Linked DNA regions of Mus musculus: regions 1, 2, 3 and 5 are each linked to region 4. A link is a contact called in public HiCAR-type and HiChIP or PLAC-seq data. All regions are on one chromosome and are shown on one strand. The core of a region is the stretch at or near the end of the contact, and the rest is flanking DNA. Distances in the headings are between cores, read along the strand shown. Region 1 has its middle 60 kb from the start of Atl2. Region 2 has its middle 49 kb from the start of Gm33055. Region 3 has its middle 77 kb from the start of Atl2. Region 4 holds the start of Cebpzos (CCAAT/enhancer binding protein (C/EBP), zeta, opposite strand). Region 5 has its middle 31 kb from the start of Rmdn2.

Region 1 (2,700 bases), core at 144-2,643, 920 kb before region 4:
TTCTGGGGCATCAATGGGAAACCCAAGGTATCTCAACAGCATCCATGCAAACCTCTACTTGTCCATTCTGACAAAGGTAGTGACAGCTGTGACCAGCAGTAGACGGCAGGCACACAGAAACTCTCTGCACTGTATCAGCAGCCTTCCTGCAAATCTCAAATTATTCCGAAAGAAAAAAATCTCATCAAGGACAAAAAGTCCCTTCTGTGCCCAAGATAACCTTTGGCTGTTATGCTTTCAAAAGCAAGATAGGTTCCCAGCATCAAAACAAATGGTGTCCTTCCTGCTGGGGCCTTGGAAGCATCAATCAGACAGCGATGATCGTTAGGGTCATTTCCTTTGGAGCAGATGGTGTCAAAGACTCCTAAAGTGGGACCATAAGCACGTGGCTCTTCTTGCAACTGTCCGGTTCAAACTGTTGTCTTCTCTCCTGTCAATGAGGAGTGTGTGGTGCCCTCTTTCCACTCGGACTGCACCACAGCGACTGGGAAGGATTCAGAATTCAGAGGCAGAGGGTTGGGGAGATGGTTCAGTTGGTAACGTATTTGCCTTACAAGTTGAAGACTTGAATTTGGATCTCCAGAATCCAAAGTTTTTATTATTTTTATTTTTTAAAACATGTATGGAGCACACCTGTGATCCAAATACTGTGATATAGGAAGCAGAGACAGGGGGAATCTCCAGGATTAAGAGCCAACTAGCCTGGCCCATGTCGAGTTCCAGGCCACTGAGAGACAAAAGGTGGAGGGCACCTGAGGACTGGCACCATAGGTTGTCACACCATGAACAAATACATTCCACATATGGATACTCCTCACCCCTCCTGCATACACACACACACACACACACACACACACACACACACACACACACAAACACACCACACACATACACACACATACACACACATACACACACAGACACACACAGACACACACATACACACACACACATACACACACACACATACACATACACACACACACATACACACACATACACACACATACACACACACATACACACACACACACATCACTTGACCTAGACACAGTCTGAAGGCTGACATTTTGCTTAAAGTTATTTGGATTGACCTGCTAAGCTGTGGCTTTGGGTTTGTGTGATGAGATTCAAAAGTCCTTGCCCCCCCCCCCCCCAAACATTCTCAGTGTCAAGAAAATTGATGTCCCCTCCAACTCCACAGGAATGATATCACTCTGAAGAATTCCCAGGCAATTATCCCTCCTTGCAAGGAAACAGCCTCTCCTTTCAGGGCCCAATCAAACAACCACAAATCAAAGATTGTTGGATATGTTCCACTAATAGCACAGAAAGCCATTAGCTGGAGTCATCTGAAAAGGGAAATGGCTTAGATATTTGTGGTCTCACAGGAAAAGCTTCTGTAATGTCAGATGGCTGTTACCAAGTGGCTCAGTGGAGTCGAGCATCACATCTCTCAGAGAGAGACGTTATTTATTTATTACCCACACAACGAACAGACTTTCCCTTGCTCACTTGCTTAAGGCTCAGAGTCCTCTCACGTTGAATTAAACCTAAAAGGAGAAGCAACACACACAAATGCCTGGCTTTCAGTTCTCGTTGTGTGGGAGGAAAGGAAGAAGTCATCTTCTGAGGTTCTCTGTGGACTCTGCAAGATTCTCCCTTCTTCAGTCTTCATTAATGAACTTGGATTCACTGGAAACATTCCACTGGGTTGAGGCCTGGCTTCCAAGACAGCCTCTACTTAAATGAGATCCTGCACCAATAACTGCCATTAATCTAACAGAAGCACCTATTTGGCTGGCGCAGGGGCACTTGTTCCTAGTCTCCTTCTTTGTGATTATTAAGGGTTGCAAACTCCATGACTCCATGGCCTTGGCCAGAGGTGGGCATAGTACCCCACTCCTCTGGTTGCAGTGGTTGGTTTAAGGACAGGACATGTGACAAAATCCTGTCCTGTTAGATGCCTTTCCTCAGTTGGTTTTATGAAGAGCTGGTGATGAAGGCATCTTATGCGGGGGAGTGGAGAGGATGGGGGTCAAGGGCTGCTAGAGGCTGCTGTCAGTCACAGGAAGAAAACCTGTTTGAAGAGAATGTCAAAGGAGTCAGAGAAAGAAGTGTCCTTGTGGCATGGAGACCTAGGTTTAGGTACTGAGTGTGTGTATGTATATATGCATGTGAATGTGTGTGACTGTGTGTATCTGAGTATATGTGTGTGTGTGTGTGTGTGAGTGTATGTGTATGGGTGTGTGAGTGAGTGTGAGTATGTTGGTGTGTGTGAGTGTGTATGTGAGTGTGTGATTGTGATTGAGTGTATGAGTGTGTGTGACTGCGTGAGAATGTATATGAGTGTGTGTGAATGTGTATGTGTGTATGTGAGTGTGTGTGAGTGTCTAAATGTGTGTGTATGAGAGACTGTGTGAGTATGTGAGTGAATATGTGTGTGATTATGTTGGTGTGTGCAAATGTGTGTGAGTGTGTATGTATGTTGGTGTAACTGTATGTATATTTTTTGTGTGTGCAACTGTGTGAGTGTGTATATGTGTGTGAGTGTGTATGATTGTGTGACTAAGTGTGTGTGTGGTTTAAGTTGATGTGTGTGAGTTTGTATGTGTGTGTTTAAATGTGTGTGTTCCAGCATCCTTCTATTAAAGTTCCATTATGACTAAGCTTTGTGTGCTGTGCTTCTGCTAGAAGCAA
Region 2 (2,853 bases), core at 89-2,588, 870 kb before region 4:
ATAAATCTTCATAAACAAGAAGTCCTCTTATTTACATTATTGTTGGCATTATATAATACAGATGCCTCAAAATTCTTTGCTGATACAAACTTAAAATCCAGTTGGATTCAGTTCCCAGTGGACACACACCAAGGACTGTATCCGTAGGACTGAGGTATGCATTTGTGCTGAGAAGTTGCTAGGATTCTGATGACGTGGATGTTTAGAAGGAACAGAGTAGAGTCAACGTCTTCCAGTGTTTGTTGAGTCTTTCTCTTTTGTACCTAAACAAGACTTGATGTGGTAAGCTGGGGGAATGAGGGGAGCCAACAGCTCAAAGGAGGATCAACCAAATAAAAAGCCCACGTCTTCTAGCTTAGAACCCTTAACAAAAAGGCCAACAGTCAGGAAAATCGGGTTATTTGAATTTCACTTCTCCTTCCTTAGACTCTTCAAACACAGTCTATTGGTTAGAAAGCAGGGAGCAGAATGGAGAGAAATCTAAACAGACAGATCAGCAGCTGGCTTTGGGTGAATTCTGAAATAGACCATAGAAAAGGAAACTGCTAAAATATTCTTTTTTGCATCTCTGTGCGTTGATCTTTCTTTGAATATTGCTTTCTTTTAGCATTTCATCTAGACTCTCTTTGCATGCATTTCCTTACCTCTAACCCCACTCCTTTCTCCCTGTCTCTTTTCCTCCAGGGTGAGTCCCCTGAGCACTGGGATGTATTTGACACCACAGCATACCCCCCACCCACCATCTCCTTGAACATTGTTTTCATGTGAAGTTCAACGCTCTTCTTTCAACTCAACCAAGATTGTTACCACACAGGAAATGCTTCATGTCCTCTCCTCGGGCTCCAAGGGTTTTGTGTTTGCTTGCTCTTCCCAGCTTAGAGGAGTTCTCATTTATGAGTTTTAAACTTTCCTCTCCCCTAACTCCTCAATTTCTTTTCCACAACTCAATTTTAGTGTCTTACCCTTGATCTCATCCATCCTTATTCTCTCCCAGTGTACGTAGGTCTCCAGAACTTACTGACCATGCACAGCTTGGGCTTTGTACCCCAGCTTCTCCCACCTTTATTTCCCCTCTTCCAGCTTGCAGGGAGCCGGTTAAATCCTGAGCAAAAATGTATTATTAACATGGACATAGGCATGTCAAAGACCTCAGTGACTCGGGTCCACTGGTGCAGCAAAGCCTACCCCAGGCAGACTCAGACAGATGGAAACCCTTTCTGCAGTCTGACAGGACCCGAAGGACCTATCAGTGTGAGCAAAACTTAGCAAGTGCAGCTTCCTCCTTCTGGATAACTGCCATGGGAGACTGCTTCCCTACACAGACTAGCTGACTCTCCCGCATGTGCTGACACAATACAACACACGGAATTTCCTGGCAGCCATGGCTCCGTCAGAGTGAGCACAGCCTATTTGATCCCAGCTTTTCTGTTCATGTGTTTGTGTGTCTGTCTTTCTTTATTTCTCAGTTACCCCAGTCAGGCTTCCAGGACAAGGTGACGAGTTTTGTTTCTGTGAGTGTGGTGTTCTAAGATTCTTTGTGGAAGTGAGAGCATGAAGCGTTTGTCTTCTTCATCTGACTCAGTTCACCGAACATCGCATCTGCAGCACTCATCCAAGTTGTTACACATTGCAAGGTTTTCAAGGCTGATTACTACTGTGTTGTGCACACACACATTCCATTCTTTTATTCTTTATTTTATTATTATTTTATGGGGAGACATGTAGGGTATTTCGACATCTCAGCTATGACAAATTGTTCAGAAATGAACATGAGAAGGCAGAAACACCCTTGAGATTTTGATTTCAACTTCCTTGGAACTGTACAAGGAAGTGAGATTGTTTGAGATAAGATCGTTTCTTCATTTTTGAGAAGTTTTAATGCTATTATCCAAGAATATACAGTAGAGAAACAATAAACCTCTTCAACGCATGGTCTTGTGAAAAGCTGGTCATCCACGTGTACAATAAACCCAGAAGCAAACCTCTATCTCATAGAAAAATCACCCAAAAGTGGATCAAATACTCTAATATATAACCCAAGGTTCTAAACCTTGAATAGAATAAACAGTGAGGAACCATCTAGACGTTGAGCTGAGCACTTATTCTTTGAGTGTTATACCAAGAAGATGGGCAACATAGGCACAGATGGACAAACCAAACTGTAGACACTGTGTTTTCCTATCTCTGGGAATATTCTGACCCAGATGTGGTGCTGTGTTCAACTGAAAGTGATGTGAGATGCAGGAAGGCACGTCACATCCAACACAGGGATGCTTCAGTTGGGGGTGGGGTGGGGGGAGGGGGTCCCCGATTCATCCACACTAACATTACAATGAGCATTACATCACAATGAACATTACATTACAAAGTGAACACCACATTGAACCTTAATGTGGAGACTTGAACAACAGGAATAGCTTTGGGGACAAAGGACTTATGGGTGACAAAGACAATGGAGGTGAAATCCCCACCACGACCCAGGCCTTCCACACAGTTAGTTCTGCACCCCCACACCCCTCATTTGGATCTCTGATGGGTACAGTTGTCATTTCCATTGCCTAGAATGCAACATGGGCACTTGGTATTAAAACCAAAGCTATTTTCCCAGTGGCTTTCTGTTTTACCTGGCAAAACATGTAACTAAAATTACCATGTAAAGTTTCATTTAACATGGAATTGGCAAGGCATGTTTAAAAAGCACCACACTGTTAAGTGTAGAGAGATAGGAAGAAGGCTTCACTTTGCAACTGGACAATGGATTACTTAAAGATGAAATATTCTAGTTCACTTAAGAAATCCTCAGCATGCAGGGTTTGCACTGGTGGTGCCTGAGAGTGCTCTCCTGCAGATCAT
Region 3 (2,713 bases), core at 18-2,517, 900 kb before region 4:
AGATGCAAGGAAGGAGAGAAGGGAGTTTGTCAGGCGTTGGAGAGAGGAGAACCAGGCAGCCATGTAAGGCCTGGTAGAGTGTAGCTGCTCCTATAGGCAGGTGGTCAGAGATGTTTAGCAGGGACTAGATTCAACTGACTGACTAACGTTAGGGTAGGTAGGAGGAGCAGAGCTAAGAGTTAGGATAAGGGCATGCTTTTCCAGGCGGGAGATAGCATTGCCCAGCAATTGTGCCAAGAAGGCAAGTTGAAAATGAACAACTCTGTGTGTGTGTCTTTTATCCGTGGATTCAAGGGAAGCTGGAGGGGGCTGGTAGCATGGTCACTTCCCAGAACTAAAGTGGAGTAGCATAAAACTACACACAACATGCAAATCTGTGCAAAGAGATAAAGTGAGCGTCTGGGTGCAGTGTGGGGAGACTGCTAAGGAGTGTGGCCTGTGTTCTTAAGGGCAGTGCACTTTACTAATCATCCTGGCAGTGCTTGTGCAGCTGTGTGAAAATTCCCAAACACTGGGTGTGAACCCTTGTCTTAGTCAAGGTTTCTATTCCTGCACAAACATCATGACCAAGAAGCACTTGGGGAGGAAAGGGTTTATTCATCTTACACTTCCATACTGCTGTTCATCAACAAGGAAGTCAGGACTAGAACTCAAGGAAGTCTGAAAGCAGGAGCTGATGCAGAGGCCATGGAGGGATGTTCCTTACTGGCTTGCTTCCCCCTGGCTTGCTCAGCCTGCTCTCTTATAGAACCAAGACTACCAGCCCAGAGATGGTCCCACCCACAAGGGGCCTTTCCCCCTTGATCACTAATTGAGAAAATGCCTTACAGCTGGATTTCGTGGAGGCATTTCCTCAACTGAAGCTCCTTTCTCTGTGATAACTCCAGCCGTGTCAAGTTGACACAAAACTAACCAGTACAACCCTGAAGAGTGAATTGTATAGCTTGTGTTTTAGAGTAACAAAGTTAGTTTGTAAAAAGACAATGGTTAGCAGCCGAGCAGCAGAGCAGCTGTGGTGTAAATGCACTCTTAGCGCATTTCCTCTCTGTTCCATTCTTCCCGTTGCAGCTTCTTTGGGTAGGAGTAGGAAGGGAGTCCTATTTCCTAGACGACGAAGGTGATGTAGGTTTTTTGCAGAGCTCCATCAGGTACCCAGGTCTTTGGGCAACTAACTCTGGACATACCTGACAGATCTGTGGTTTCAGTGTGCTGGACAGAGCCCCTCCAGGGGTGTACCCTGGGTGGAGGCAGTAATAATGGCATGGATATGGGCAAGTGGAGTTTCTGATCAAGCCAAGTTCTGGCTTCCTGTTTGGGTGAAGTCAAAGCACTTCAAGGTTTAAATCAACACTCTGAGTCAGACACACATTTGTTTTCAAGGAGGGGTCCCCTGTCCTCCCAATTTACTATCTGCAGACACATGATTTCCTGGTTGCAAGGGCAGCAGCATGACATTTTGCCTGACCTAACTGAATTTTTTTTTTCAGAAAAAATATGCACATCTCAAACACAAAAGGTGCTAATTTGGTTTCGATGTTTTGGTGTTGATATTTGGCTATGGGATGCATCTATACATATCTGTTTACGTCAGTAATGGTCAAGCTGAAAGAGAAAAATATTGCTGCCTGTCAAAGTAGATCCTGTTGCCAGAAAACAACACAGATGTATTTATGAAAAGATCAGGGACCAATGCCACTCAAAATCGGTACTGTAAAAGATGCCCTGGTCCCCAGAAATGCCCCTTTTACATCCGAGCCTGTCTGGGGATGGGAAGCCATTTCTCAATGAAACCTATCTTTGATCTTAGCAAGTTTTCTTAGCAGCCTGTGCCACACCAGGGGTTTAAAAGACTCCATTTCTCATTCTCCATGTTTGTCTGACTGGACCCAAAAAGCTGGGAATCTCTTGAAGCAGTTGTAGTTGACTGCTCTTGGAGAGGCTGTTTGCTAAACGTCAGGCTTTGCTGGTTTCTTCTGTGTTTTCCAAGGCTGATTGTTCATCCTCACTGTGAGGCCAGAGAACAAAAGCCAGAGCCCCAGGAGCCTGCATTGAAGGCTGACACGACCTTTGATCCCCATTAGTGAGGCTGGGAGGAAGAGAAATGGGGTCTAACTCCAGGCACAGTTAATGACAAATCTTGTTAGGGTTAGAAAAACAGCTTTGGATTCCAGCTGAGATGTCATCTGCGGAGGGCTTCAGTGACCACCATCCAGGCTCCGTGCACAGCTCCATGCACAACTTTCCTGGACGACGGGCTAACCAATCATTCTGAGCCTGCTGGGGACTGAGGACCCCTCTCTACATCAGCCCAAGTCTATAAGCACTGCTTTCCGTCTGGCCCCCAGTAGGACTTACTCCTCTGAAGCTCTGATAGAGGAGAGGCACTGATCCAAAGTATTCTTTCACAAAACAGAATCACTGCAAAGTGATACAGGGGAGCCGAGGAGATGGATCTGTATGTAACGTGCTTGCTCTTCAAGCTGCACCGCCAGAGTTCTGTCCCTAGAATGCATGGGAAAAGATGGTAGCGGAGTACTCTGGGTGCTGAGGAGGCAGAGACAGGTGGATCCCACAGCTTGCTCTAGGTGAGGCCTCACCCAGGGCTTGCTCTAGGTGATAGCACCCGGCATGGCTTTAAGGAACCTTGTCCCAGGCCTGCCTGTGTATGCAAGAGCGGCTCACGTGTTTTCTGTACTGTTGGCTGGAATTAAGC
Region 4 (2,700 bases), core at 138-2,637:
CAGCGTGCGTTCCTAAGCCTTCAGACCACTTCCCAGTCCCCAGATCCTGATTCAGCAAGACTAGGGTGGCAGGCACCCCAGTAATCCCCCCCCCCCCCGTGAAGTCACTCCAGGTTTTATACAAAGCCCTGGCCCATGGGGGAGAAGTTGACTGGTGGTGACCCAGTCCATGGCAAAGCTTCGAGTAACTGAAGTCTTCCCCCCTGTACGCAGAGACAAACCGAGAACGGGAGCATGCAAGCTATTAGCATGAGTAGTAGGCTCAGTTTCCAACAGTCAAAAGAAGGTGTCTTTGAAGAACCGTTATCCAGTAAATAAGGTTTTGTCTTGCTAAATATGCAAAAGGTAGCTCAGGCTTTATAACTAACTCCCTATAACCCCAAACTACTAAGCTTTTGATCTAATATTCTGATATTTTCCCACTGCTCAATGCTGAGACAGGCTGTTCTTTAATGTTCAGGATCAGCCAGTCCTTTCCCCTGCTTTTACGTCCCTTTCATGGTATCTAAGCATGAAAATAATTAAACACTATCAGGATTCGCCTTGGACTCTGTTACCATGTGTCCCTCCTCCAACGTTCGTTTTTCACTTTAGTAATGGGAATTACTCAGGGACCAGAAAAAAAAAAAACTGTATTATTCTCATTTTTAAAACGAAGCAAATAAAAAACTGGGGAGGAGGCAGAAGGGACAGCTGTGTTCCTCGATTTCCCAGTACTCTGCTAAATCACTGACGGTCCCGCTCAGTTCTAAGTTCTCAAGGGCGGTTTTAAGGTTTCAGGGCGAGGACAGGGCACACCTGCCTGCATCCTGTTCCACAACTTACGGGATCTGAGCGAAATCTTTTTTGATTGGAAGAGAGTGATGCTAAGATATCAAACAGTCCAAATAATGATATTAATAAAACACTTAATTTCTTAAAAACTGATGGACGTGCCACATTCCAAAGCCCTGCGCTTCGGGACTTGTCTACTTAATAATAAAGCACGTTTGTCACCAGAGACACACTGTCCAGACAAGATGGCTCAGGGAGACCAAAGACCACGGAGCCTTGTTGCACAGGAGCGCCTGGGGCTGCAGCGCAGGAGAAGCAACCCTGCGTGTGCTCCAGTGTAGGCCCGAGGGAGGAAAGGCGGCGCTGCGACCGGGGGCTGCTGCCCTGCAAGGATCCAACAGCGAGCACCCAGCCTTACCCGGGGTCCTGGTCCCAGCATGCGTCGCGGCTCGGCGACCCGGAAACGCTCGCGCTCCTGCGCCTGCGGGGCGGGCTCGCTCGAGTGTTCCCCACACCCAAGAATGTCACAGACCCCACGCGCCACACATTGGGGAACAGAGGACAAGAAACACTGCCCGGTCCTTACCTGAGGCCTCCGCAACCCGACTGCGCAAGCGCACGGTCTTAGCGCCACGCCCCCAGCTTTAGCCACGCCCCACAGAGGAACCTGACCTAACTAGCTGTGGGAAGCTGGTATCGTTTAGGCAAGGTTATCCTGCCCGCGGTCACACCCAAGTAAAAGAATTCACATTTGAACCCAGGACACCATCTCCAAACTCTGCACATGGATCGTCTCTCCCACTCTAAACCCAAAATGTATCAGAACGGGAACAACCCATCGCCAGAGAGTGGCCAGAAAAGTGGGACCCTAAATTGGGATTTGCCCTTTAGCCAGGTTCCTAGACAATTCCTTTACACATTAAAGGTGAGAAGCGCTGTGCCTAGGTGCTGCCCAATAGTCAAGAAGAGGGCTGACCTAAGGGAAGGAAAGATAGGAGATGGGGCATAGGAATGCCTAAAGAGGGACCACGTGCATGACAAAGCCTGGAATGTCAGACTATATCCACTTTTATTAAAATGCAGTCTGTCCTCAGAGATCCACAGCCAGGGCTGCACGGAGAAACCCTGTCTCAAACAAGCAAACACAGGAAGCTATGAATGCTGCCCAACAAAACGTTCAAGGTAAACATAATGGAAATTGGGGGAGGGGGAGTGGCTTGGCTTGGCTTAGCTTAGCTTGGCTTGGCTTGACTTGGCTCACTGGTACAGCTAACTGTGCAACACTTATGGATCTTGCATCTTCGATTCCCTGTTCCTGTTGGTTCCGACTGTTGATTCGAACATCTGGACATGTCACTGCTGTTGCTAACCTGACTCTACAGAACTGTATCCATGAGGTGTTTGCCAGTGGATCCAACTACCGCTGCCTGCTAACCTGTGAACTGAACTGATTTCCAGACAACACAGAAGGGAGTTGCTCCAAAGAACCTTTCTAAACAGTTCCACTTCCCCCCCCCCCCCCGTATCCTTTCTTTCCCACTACCTCTGGTGAGTGGTGGGTTACAAGGAAGGTTAAAGTGTTTAAAAACCATCATTAAAAATGGAATTTGAGGGCTGGAGAGATGGCTCAGTGGTTAAGAGCACCGACTGCTCTTCTGAAGGTCCTGAGTTCAAATCCCAGCAACCACATGGTGGCTCAAAACCATAATGAGATCTGACGCCCTCTTCTGGTGCATCTGAAGACAGCTACAGTGTACTTACATATAATAATAAATATTTTTTTTTAAATGGGATTTGGAAAAATTAAAGTTACACCAGGGAGTACAAGTGTCAAAAAGATTATAAGGATTCAACAAGGTGCAAGGTGTGGCCTTGTTGAAGGAAGTGTGTCACTGGGGGTGTGATTTGAGGTTTCAAAAGTCCACA
Region 5 (2,700 bases), core at 125-2,624, 670 kb before region 4:
ACTGAGGCTGTCTTCAGTGGTTAACTGCTGTCAGGACCAGTGGGAGGGAAGTAGAACATCTTTTGGTTGTAAATCAGTGCCCTACCCTTAGCCAGAAGGAGAATAGGCAGGGGTGTCTTCTTACCATCAGCTCTAACGAGCCTTATGCTAAAGAGGCATATATGGGATGACCAATCTGCCCTCTATATCACTACGGATACTGTGCTTTGATTTTTATCAAAGCTAGATTACTATGTTTTTATTTTAGCCTTAGAGACATACCAAAACATCCTTCAACAAAACAAAATACTTCCTGTAGCACAAGATGAGCCTTTAGAATAATATCAGTATCCAGCTATTAATATATACAGCTGTCACTGTGCATCTTTATTAATTTTTAAGCAAATGTCATAGTAAACAATAGAGGATATTAAATAACCATTAGAAATAGCTCAGGGTTTGCAGTTTTGCAGCCTCTCTCTATTGGTGTGATGCTCTGTATATGCTCTGCCCGGGGAGTGACACTATTAGAAGGTATGACCCTGTTGGAGTAGATGTGTCACTGTAGGTGTGGGCTTTAAGACCCTCATCCTAGCTGCCTAGAAGCCAGTATTCTGTTAGCAGCTTTCAGATGAAGATATAGAACTCTCAATTCCTCCTGCACCATGCATGCCATATTCCCACCTTGGTGATAATGGATTGAACCTCTGAAGCTGTAAGCAAGCCCCAATTAAATGTCCTCATAAGAGCTGTCTCCGTTATGGTGTCTGTTCACAGCAGAAAAACCCTAAGACAGTTGTGTTAACAGTTGAGTCTGGATTACTCTTTTCGCCCTTTCACTTTCTGTCCTGCCCTGAGAGTGAGTTGAGAGCCCTTCAGGAGGGTTAAGCATCGTGCTGTGTGCTCATCTGCTTCTAATGACTCGGGGTTTTCTGCCCACCAGTCCTTACTTCTGTTCCTGTCTGTAGGCTTACGTTCTGGCTTCAACTGCTCATGTTTGTGGTCAGCTCTGTGACTTTCAGTTTCAAGGTCTAGACATTCCTTTTCTGTCCCAACCACATGCATATTCTGGTTTCTAGCCCTTTCTACCCGTCTACAGCCCATGTTCCTCTACTCCATCCACAGGGGCTTAGGGGAACCTTTGGGTCTTCTTCTACCTGGATAGGGTATTCAGGACTTTCCCAGACAAACTGGCCCTGTGAATGAAAATTACGGTGATGTAATTAAGCACAATAAGAAAAAACTTCCTGGGCAGAGCTCTTAGAAAATCTCAAATTTCTTTTCACAAAGATATATGGAAGTTATGATTACTATGTTGCTTCTAACAGTACACAGGCTATTTGATCTCTCCTTGAATAAGGAAACAAAGTCAAAGATAAGATAATGTTGCCTTGAGAAAAGACATTTGCTCTCAGTGTTTTTTCTGGAGGTAGCCTTGAGAATGTGACTCAGGGCTGAGCCTACATTAATTTGGGGGGGGGGTAGCCAGTAAGTCTTGGATGGAAAACACTGATTCTTAAATAAAACTCTGATACATACTATTTATCTCTCCAGTCTCCAAATGGTCTGTTAGCCATGTCTTGATAATAAAGCCCCCCTTTTTTTAAAAGTGGGGGGAGGGAGGAGCCGATAGTTTCTCAGTTTGTAAATGTTCTCTCATGCAGGCTAAAAGCAAGTGTTGAATGATGATGGTCCATGCATTTAAGTATACTTCCCTTTGAAATGTAATATTTCAGTTAACGGGAAGCTTAACATAGAGGAAAAAAGCCTTCTGTTCAAAGCTTCAGACTAAGTAGACTTCACAGAGAGTATTTGGACATCAAAGGCGTTGGGAGTTGGGAAGTGATTCAGAGAGTCCCTGAACTGGGAGACAAAGAAGAGAGATCACTTGACTGTCTGCAGTCAGGCATTTGATTTATCTGGGTATGGTCAGGCAGGAAGTCCCTAGCAGAGCTTAGATGGCAGTTCCTGATTGGTTAAGTTTGAGGTCTGTTATACTGCTCGCATGAAACTTTTATTTTGTTTGCTCAGGTAAGGACACAAGGCACAAGAACCGCCCAGGCATAAGACCTGCTCACTGTTTTAACAATAAACAATGTTAGTGGAGGGGGAATATGGCAGGAATCGTTTCTGTCCTCCTGTCTTAATGGAAGGAAAATGGCAGGGAGGCATAAGTCGCTGTTTAGGCCTCTGAAAATGACTCGTTTTGTGTCCTTAAGCAAGTCATTTATGGAGTTTGTGTATTAAACAAGTAAGGCTTACTGATGGATAAGGAGGATGGTATTATCTGAATGACTGGAGGCCTTCTCAAAGGGACAGTGACACCAAATGACTAAGTCCAACCCTCTTGCATGCTGGTGAGCAGGGTATTAACCTATCAAAGCAGGTCATCCAACCCAGCCCTCTTGGTTGGTAGGTAGGAAACTTTCAGAACATAATTTTTACCAAGGTCATATGGCCAGGAGAAGCAGATCTTAGCCTAGAACTCAGGCTGTCTGATTATCACTGTCCAAAAATAGATAAGAGTTTTTATTTTGTCATTGAACATAAAGCACAACGTCCTCAGCAATGCTCCCAGCTCTTTGTCCTGGAGCGCAGAGAGAGGATTTAAGAAACCCTTACCAATTAGTCTAGCAAACGTTCGGGATATGAATTTGACTCAATGTTGTCATCCCGAGGAATGGGCTATTTCAGCAGCTCTATAACTGTTGACTCTAGACA

What was found. HiCAR-type assays count read pairs that join an accessible place to other places. HiChIP or PLAC-seq counts read pairs in DNA pulled down with a chosen protein or histone mark.
Region 1: a HiCAR-type map of astrocytes shows a contact between it and region 4, with 4 times the contacts expected there. The contact joins the enhancer-like site here to the promoter of Cebpzos in region 4. A contact is called at or near these places in 11 of 39 promoter capture datasets (the 3T3-L1 cell line, the C10 cell line, HPC-7-derived erythroid cells and 7 more), 2 of 484 Hi-C or Micro-C datasets (bone marrow-derived macrophages and cortical neurons), 5 of 115 datasets of contacts at active chromatin or transcription factors (astrocytes, embryonic stem cells, fetal liver and 1 more) and 3 of 9 other capture datasets (adipose tissue, liver and macrophages).
Region 2: a contact with region 4 is called in an H3K4me3 HiChIP or PLAC-seq map of bone marrow-derived macrophages, with 6 times the contacts expected there. The contact joins the enhancer-like site here to the promoter of Cebpzos in region 4. A contact is called at or near these places in 1 of 39 promoter capture datasets (liver), 4 of 115 datasets of contacts at active chromatin or transcription factors (astrocytes, bone marrow-derived macrophages, embryonic limb bud and 1 more) and 2 of 9 other capture datasets (adipose tissue and liver).
Region 3: a contact with region 4 is called in an H3K27ac HiChIP or PLAC-seq map of embryonic stem cells, with 4 times the contacts expected there. The contact joins the enhancer-like site here to the promoter of Cebpzos in region 4. A contact is called at or near these places in 5 of 39 promoter capture datasets (cranial neural crest, embryonic stem cells, hippocampal neurons and 1 more), 3 of 115 datasets of contacts at active chromatin or transcription factors (bone marrow-derived macrophages, embryonic stem cells and large pre-B cells) and 1 of 9 other capture datasets (macrophages).
Region 5: an H3K4me3 HiChIP or PLAC-seq map of bone marrow-derived macrophages shows a contact between it and region 4, with 8 times the contacts expected there. The contact joins the enhancer-like site here to the promoter of Cebpzos in region 4. A contact is called at or near these places in 17 of 39 promoter capture datasets (the 3T3-L1 cell line, the C10 cell line, the HPC-7 cell line and 11 more), 3 of 15 datasets of contacts at CTCF or cohesin (the NIH/3T3 cell line and large pre-B cells), 6 of 484 Hi-C or Micro-C datasets (Th2 cells, bone marrow-derived macrophages, brown adipocytes and 3 more), 26 of 115 datasets of contacts at active chromatin or transcription factors (the 230-238 cell line, the NIH/3T3 cell line, T-cell acute lymphoblastic leukemia and 16 more) and 3 of 9 other capture datasets (adipose tissue, liver and macrophages).

Annotation. Positions count from the first base shown.
Region 1 is chr17:79,834,789-79,837,488 of GRCm38.p6, reverse strand. No RefSeq gene overlaps it. Among named protein-coding and RNA genes, the nearest start is that of Atl2, 60 kb to the left of the region's middle. Within about 2 kb of position 1,393, at least 63 of the 459 cell types and tissues checked have an H3K27ac peak or open chromatin away from gene starts, as enhancers often do. A contact at or near this core is called in adipose tissue, astrocytes and bone marrow-derived macrophages, where this site is marked.
Region 2 is chr17:79,785,331-79,788,183 of GRCm38.p6, reverse strand. No RefSeq gene overlaps it. Among named protein-coding and RNA genes, the nearest start is that of Gm33055, 49 kb to the right of the region's middle. Within about 2 kb of position 1,338, at least 45 of the 459 cell types and tissues checked have an H3K27ac peak or open chromatin away from gene starts, as enhancers often do. A contact at or near this core is called in adipose tissue and bone marrow-derived macrophages, where this site is marked.
Region 3 is chr17:79,817,620-79,820,332 of GRCm38.p6, reverse strand. No RefSeq gene overlaps it. Among named protein-coding and RNA genes, the nearest start is that of Atl2, 77 kb to the left of the region's middle. Within about 2 kb of position 1,267, at least 24 of the 459 cell types and tissues checked have an H3K27ac peak or open chromatin away from gene starts, as enhancers often do.
Region 4 is chr17:78,915,186-78,917,885 of GRCm38.p6, reverse strand. It overlaps Cebpzos (CCAAT/enhancer binding protein (C/EBP), zeta, opposite strand), which reads right to left and starts at 1,387. Exons shown (of 5, transcript NM_001177403.1): 1 at 1,193-1,387.
Region 5 is chr17:79,582,850-79,585,549 of GRCm38.p6, reverse strand. It overlaps a transcript of Rmdn2 not described here. Among named protein-coding and RNA genes, the nearest start is that of Rmdn2, 31 kb to the left of the region's middle. Within about 2 kb of position 1,374, at least 48 of the 459 cell types and tissues checked have an H3K27ac peak or open chromatin away from gene starts, as enhancers often do. A contact at or near this core is called in bone marrow-derived macrophages, hematopoietic stem and progenitor cells and memory CD8 T cells, where this site is marked.